Linked DNA regions of Rattus norvegicus: region 1 is linked to region 2. A link is a contact called in public Hi-C data. All regions are on one chromosome and are shown on one strand. Each heading gives the region's core, a stretch centred on a gene start, on an enhancer-like site or on the middle of the called end of the contact. The rest is flanking DNA. Distances are from core to core; before and after follow the strand shown.

Evidence for each region. Hi-C and Micro-C count contacts between places; a contact is called where the count stands out from the background.
Region 1: a contact with region 2 is called in a Hi-C map of the Rat2 cell line, with 4 times the contacts expected there. The contact joins two enhancer-like sites. A contact is called at or near these places in 4 of 12 Hi-C or Micro-C datasets (the A7r5 cell line, the Rat2 cell line, mammary epithelial cells and 1 more).

The regions. Positions count from the first base shown.
Region 1 is chr5:61,337,672-61,340,961 of GRCr8, forward strand. Ubap1 (ubiquitin-associated protein 1) reads left to right here. Exons shown (of 7, transcript NM_001012190.1): 3 at 2,640-2,764. Among named protein-coding and RNA genes, the nearest start is that of Ubap1, 23 kb to the left of the region's middle. Within about 2 kb of position 1,345, at least 24 of the 93 cell types and tissues checked have an H3K27ac peak or open chromatin away from gene starts, as enhancers often do.
Region 2 is chr5:61,259,176-61,262,564 of GRCr8, forward strand. It overlaps Dcaf12 (DDB1 and CUL4 associated factor 12), which reads right to left. Exons shown (of 9, transcript NM_001427703.1): 7 at 2,444-2,606. Among named protein-coding and RNA genes, the nearest start is that of Rps13l1, 7.8 kb to the left of the region's middle. Within about 2 kb of position 1,911, at least 4 of the 93 cell types and tissues checked have an H3K27ac peak or open chromatin away from gene starts, as enhancers often do.

The DNA.
Region 1 (3,290 bases), core at 95-2,594, 78 kb after region 2:
AAGACGTCACTCTTACAGTTGATTCCTCCTCCAGAAGACAGCAGCTGCCCATAGCTCTGCTAGGCTGGGCTCACTAGCCCCTCTCCCTCCACACTAGAACGTTGACTGGCTTTTGCATGTTTCTAAAAGCAGTTAAGCTTTGTTCTGAGCCAGGCATGGTCCCAAATATCAGAACAGAGGCAAGAGAATTTCAGGTTAGAGACCAGTCTGTATGTGACAAAGATCCTGTTTCAAAAATGACAAAAAATTACCCTCTTAGCTGTTTTAGTATACAATATAATATTGTTAGTGCTATGCTGTATATATAGTATATGTAAAGAATTTATCTTAAAGATTATATATCAAAACTTTATCCACTTTAACTGTCATCTACTATGATACCTCCCTTCTTAGGGCACGCTAGCTAAATTCTAGAGAGGTTCTTTACCCTGAAGTTCTATTAAAAGATTTAAATACTTTTCCTGCTGATGATAAAACAGGCATTTTGTTGCTGTTTGTGAGCTGTAATTGGTTTATAATTTAATGTGGGAAAGGTAGCTATTACTGTAATTGTGATTTAGTTTATGTCATTCTTTGTTGGCCCGCCAAGATGCTGCTACTACTTTTGGGTGGTGATGGGGTACCTGATATATTTCTGTAACTTTGTTGAGAATCTGAAAATTTTGCATTTATCTTGTATGAATGCTCTTTTAAAAAACACTTTTATAATTGGGCATGTAAGTACATGCATATAACCCCAGAACTAGTAAAATGTATACAGGAGAGTAGTGAATTTATGGGTGTCTTGGGTTGCACAGCTGTTTTAGTGCTGTACCCAATCCCCCCAACCCCTCCCAAAAAAGGAAAAAAAATAGCAGGGTGTGGTGGTACATGCCTATAATTTCAGTACAGCAGAAAGGCAAATGGATTAGGAATTCAAGGCTAACCTGAGCTAATAGAACTGAGACCAGCCTGGGCTACATGAGATCCTGTCTAAAAACAAAAGTGGGGGGGGGGATGTTGGGTGGATGAAGAGGTCAGAGAGACGGCTCAGCAGTGAATGTGAGCACAGCAGCTGCTCTTAACAGAGGACCGACACAGCAACAGCCCACAACCTATTACAACTCACTTCCAGGGGATCGGATGCCCTCTTGTGGCCTCTGGTTACCAGGCAGACATGCGGTGCACTTAAACACTCACACATATCAAATAAATTCTGTTGTTGTTTTTGTTGTTGCTGTTGTTTGTTTTGTTTTTGAGATAGGATCTCACTACATAGCCTTGGCTGTCCTGGAACTCAACTCTGTTGGCCAGGCTGGCCTTAAGCTTGGCTCGTGGTTTTTGGCAGTACTGACTGGATTCCCGTGGTCTTGTCTGACTATGCTTTTCTTTCAGTGCAGCACTGCTTAGCTGTTTCCGTGTGGGGGACGGATGGGGTTGAGGCTGTAGCTCCATGGTTGAATGCTTCTCCTATCGGAGATATGGCCATGGTTTGATCTCCAGTACTGGGGGTGCAGTGGAAATCCACTTATTCTAGAGTGTAGTATTGTTTTTATTCTTTGTGTTAAAAAAAGGCGATCATTTCCCTGATCATTTAACCCCCAAAAAGAAAGAGAAGTTCATAGAGAACTTCAAGCCATGGATTCCTGTTGTGAGGAGCTCTCAGTGTATGAGTTCATTTAACTGTCTGAGACAGGGCAGACAGTGGTGTGGTTTTGAGGACACAAGTGACACACGCTGTAATCCCAGCCTTTTGAGGACGAGCTTGGATTGTGAACTCAATCCGGCAAGGGCTGGTACCAAGACTTTATCTTCCAAACAAACAGAACAACCCAAACAGAACTGATTTTGAGATTCCATCCTCAAATGAGACAGGATTATATTGACTGGGCTCCAAGAAGCATATGTTTTCTTGAATCAGTGGCATAGTATGTTAGAAGATAACAGATAGACTGTGCAGCCAAGTCAGAGTGAGTAGTGAGGTAAGTAATCATTTCTGCATGGTGCTGAGGTTGACCCTGGCCCAGTTGTAGGAGTGAAGGAGGGGCTCATGGTGCAAAGGAAGAGGAACATTTCAGATTAAGAAACAGCTGGGGTGGAACATTTTGAAGCAGATTTGAGCTTAACACCATTGCAGATGGAGGTCGCTGTGAGTTAGGGCAGTAGGTCAAAGGGAGGTGTTTGGAGATGTGGGGGGCTTTTGTAGCCTGCTGTGAGTACTTTGGGTATATATAATCCCCCCCCACTTCTTTCTTTCTTTCTTTTTTTTTTTTTTCTTCTTCTTTTTTTTTTTTTTTTTTTTTTTTTGAGATAGGGTTTCTCTCTATAACCCTGGCTGTCCTGGAACTCACCAGGCTGGGGCTGGCCTGGAATTTAGAGACTCTGCCTCCTCCTCCTGAGTGCTGGCATTAAAAGCGTATGCCACTACTGCCTGGTGTGTACTTTGTATTTTGTGTTGAGTAAAATTGAAAACAAACCCTAATGGGAAGTAGACTGAGTAGGAGTCTATAGCGGTTTCGGGTCAGAAGTAGGTGTAAGCTGTTGGAGAGGCACTCAAGTCTTGGGTGGTATAAATGAACGTGTGTCTACTAGCCTAATGATAGCAAAGTAAATTATTATTTGCTGATGTTTTCTGCTTTATTACTTTTTTTTTATTATAGGGACTTTCAGTTATCTTGATGATGTCCCATTTAAGATAGGAGACAAATTCAAAACACCAGCGAAAGTGGGTCTGCCTATTGGCTTCTCCTTGCCTGACTGCTTACAGGTTGTCAGAGAAATGCAGGTAAGTGGGGAATTTTGGTTACTATCAAGTGTATTAAAGACTTGATCTTAATTTATCTTGTGCTCCTGTTAATGCCTGCTTTACAGTGATACCTAGAGTTCCATTTACATGTTTTACACATGCATGGGTTTTGTTTAACATGCTTAATTACACTGTTTTCTGGGTTTCTGTGCCTGGTACTAAACAAACACAATTATCCATGTTGCTTGCTTTCCTCTTGCCTTTGTCGATGTCCTCATTGTCTGCTCAGTCAGCAGAGCAAGGCAGTGTTTGCTGTTGGCTGTGCCACACTTCATCTGGCCCATCTGAGTCTCCACTGCACAGCAGCCTCTGTAGTTGGCTTCGCTTGCACTGCTTTCCACATCACTTCTAGAATAATGATGTTAAGATTTTAACCTGATTCAAAATTTATAACTCAGTAATTATTATTAAATCAAGCATAGGGACATCAGGTTATAGCAGGGCACATTAGCCCATGTTCCAAGGCATCAGGAGTCTGTTGAATATAGTGTGTGCCTCACTGTAC
Region 2 (3,389 bases), core at 661-3,160:
ATATTAGATGGTACTATGCCAGTGGTCAAACAGAACTCTGCTAATAAGCTAGATTACTGGGAATATACACATTGTTTTTGCCAAAGGAATGTGTCTGGGTTTTTTGTGTCCCACACCCTTGAATAGCACTGAAGCCACCTTTCATAACTATTAGCTCTTTTCCATCACATTACACTGTACACTATAGCTCATTATTCTTTTCCTATTGCCAGCACGACAGGAAGTGTTGGTACATGTTATTTACGGCAACCAACTACTTTGGGTGAAAAGGAAAATGCATCCTGTGGATGTACCTGTGGAATAAGTACAATGGATGTAGGTGCCCCTGACGTCTGTGTGGAACTAGGGACCTTTGTGAACTAGTATTCCCTTGCACAAGCTACCTCTATTAACAGTAAACCAAAACCTTTTAAAAACCAGGTATGATGATGTATGCCTTTAATCCCAATACTGGGGAGGCAGATCTCTGTGAATTCAAGGCCAGCCTGGTCCACATACCAAACTCCAGGCTAGCCAAGGATGCCTAGTGAGACCTTGTCTCAAAAACAAACAATTATGATGATGATGATAAAAATAAAACCTCAAAGATAAATGCTACACAGCAGCAGATGCATACCGGTTTCTTTTTTCTTTTTTTTTTTTCCGGAGCTGGGGACCGAACCCAGGGCCTTGAGCTTACTAGGCAAGCGCTCTACCGCTGAGCTAAATCCCCAACCTCGCTTACCGGTTTCTTGCTACCAAGCCTGACCACCTGAGTTTGACTCCTGTGACTCCCATAGAAGGAGAGAACCAACTCCCTCAAACTGTTCTCTGACTTCCAATCAGCAGCACGGTGCCCACCAAAACCCGCCACCACTGCCACCACCACCACCAAAGAACTGCTTGTGTGTCATCTACATAGAAATGACACTTTTTGAAAAAAGAGGCTAAGCTGTAACCCTTACTGTTCCTTTTAAGACTCCAAGGACAACTACATTTTTAATATGAGAAAGGGGACAGAAAGTGACAAAAAACCAAAACAAAAAAAAAAAACCACAAAAAACCCAACAACTTTAAATTGGATGGTCTGAAGACCTTTCCTGTTTTCCAATCTGGTAACTTACTTAACCACTGTGCAGTTCAGTCTTATAATATAGCCCTTTTCAGCCTGGGACTTACTATTAGACTAGGCCAGCTTCTTCCTCCTGATCTGCCTCCTAATGCTGGGATTAGAGGCAAGTGCTATCCATGCTAGGTTTATATCCATGCTGGGTTTATATCTATGCTGGGTTTATAGGTTGTTTTTGAGACAGGATGTCTCTATGTAGCCCTGGCTGTCCTGGAATTCACTCTTTAGAACAGGATGGTATGCAGCTCAAGTTCTGTTTGCTTCTGCCTTCTAAGTACTGGTACATAAGGCATGAGCTTTTCAGCCTATTACTTCTAAGTTTTTAAAATCACATGTGTACTGTGTGTAGGTGTGCAGCTGGCCACGGAAGCCAGAAGAGGTTGACAGATGCCCTGGTGCTAGAGTTGCTGGAAGTTGTGAGCCATTTAATATGAATGCTGGAGCCTGAACTCAGGCCTGAACTCTGGGGCAAGTAGTCTTTTTTTCTTTTTTCTTTTTTTTAAATTTATTTATTTATTTTATGTATGTGAGTTAACTGTAGCTGTCTTCAGACACACCAGAAGAGGCATATCGGATTACAGATGGTTGTGAGCCACCATGTGGTTGCTGGGAATTGAACTCAGGACCTCTGGAAGAGCAGTCAGTGCTCTTAACCGCTGAGCCATCTCTCCAGCCCCTGGAGTAAGTAGTCTTAACCTCTAACTTTTCTGATCTGCTTTTCACAGGATTCTTGGTGGGAGGAAATGAATCATCAGAACAAAGTATTCTGAAACTTTAAAGACAATACCACACCAGTCTCTTCCACTGACAAACGTGAGGGATGGTTCTTAAAATGTGCAATCTGGTCAGAGGCTGGGGGTATGGGTGCAGCTCGGAGGCAGAGCATTTGTGAGCAAGCACACTTAACCTCTTAAACCTCTTAAAAGTGAATCACTCATCGGAATGAAAACAAGTATTTCCTTTGGCTTCTTGAGGTGTAATTGTCACACCTTACACTGTACACATTCATCATCACATTCAAAAGTGATCTTATGACTCCCCCGACCCCCCGGTCCAATGTCACTCAGTTCGGAAGAACTGTTAGCTTAGGTAGGGCCCCAGCTAGTCCCCAGAGGACTAGTGCTAACTGCCTATCTCATCTTTGGTTTGTACCAAAGGCTTCTACAGCCTGAAAACTCTGCTGCTACACGCAGGTAACTAAGTTCCTCTATTCTGTTACCAAACACTTCTAAACTTTACACACAGATCACTGCTCGTTTGGAAGTCAAAGAAGAAACAAAAGGTAAAAACCCATTTCAGTGTAGCATAGGCCTGAAGGAGCACACAGGGACTTACCACTGCCTCTCTCCCTGGAGCAGACAGACTTGACGTTGTACGATGGCTGCCGTGGATCCAAGAAGGAGACATGCGCTTGAGAGCCCACCGCATACACTGACCACTCACTACCATAGGCCAGACACACATTTTCTCTACAATATGGCAATTTGGTGGAAAGGAGCTGAATAAAGAAGATACATTCATAACAGCATAAAATGGGCATTGTTCTGTGTTCCTCCATCTGCGGGCTACCTTTACACACAAACTACCTAAGTCAGGGACAAGGCAAAGCCTAGTGAACTAGTTCACTTCTGAGTTAGGGAAAAGCAGAATTAAATAAGCAGAATGCCAGGAAAAGCCAAGGACTACAGTTTATTTCTAGGAATGAGCCCAGAATACTATGGCCTAGTTTCACTCACTTCTTTCTGTAAGATTAGTTGCTACTCTCTTTGCTGCTCTTCAGATGAGGGGCTCATTTCTGAATACCCTCAGCCAGTTTACCAAAGGAATAAGAACAGCATGCCAGAGAGAGCAAACCCATGTGACAGACTCCATCCCAGGTACCTGAGTCAGCCTTCACCTTTGACCCTCGTGGACTAAAAAAAAAATCTAGTTTCTGTCTGCTGTACAGAACTATGCAGGACGATTGGAGCATAAAGCTGCCATGACACAAGAGAGCTGTCAATTCCCTGAGCCTTGTTTCCTCTTTAGAAAAAGCTCATTACATTATAAGTGGCACGGGCAAGACATGAAGAAATGACCCATATATTCACTTTACTCTATAAAAAGGTTGCCAGCAAATATTATAAATAAATCTGCCTTTTTTACAATCATCTTTTGTCTGGTCAAAGAGAAAGCAAGTAAAGAGATCATAATATTTGAAAAAAAAAAAATCTGCCTTCTCAATTGTGACACTGCCGTCTCACTGAAAGACTCTCCTGAAATTCCTGGCACTGGGAGGGAG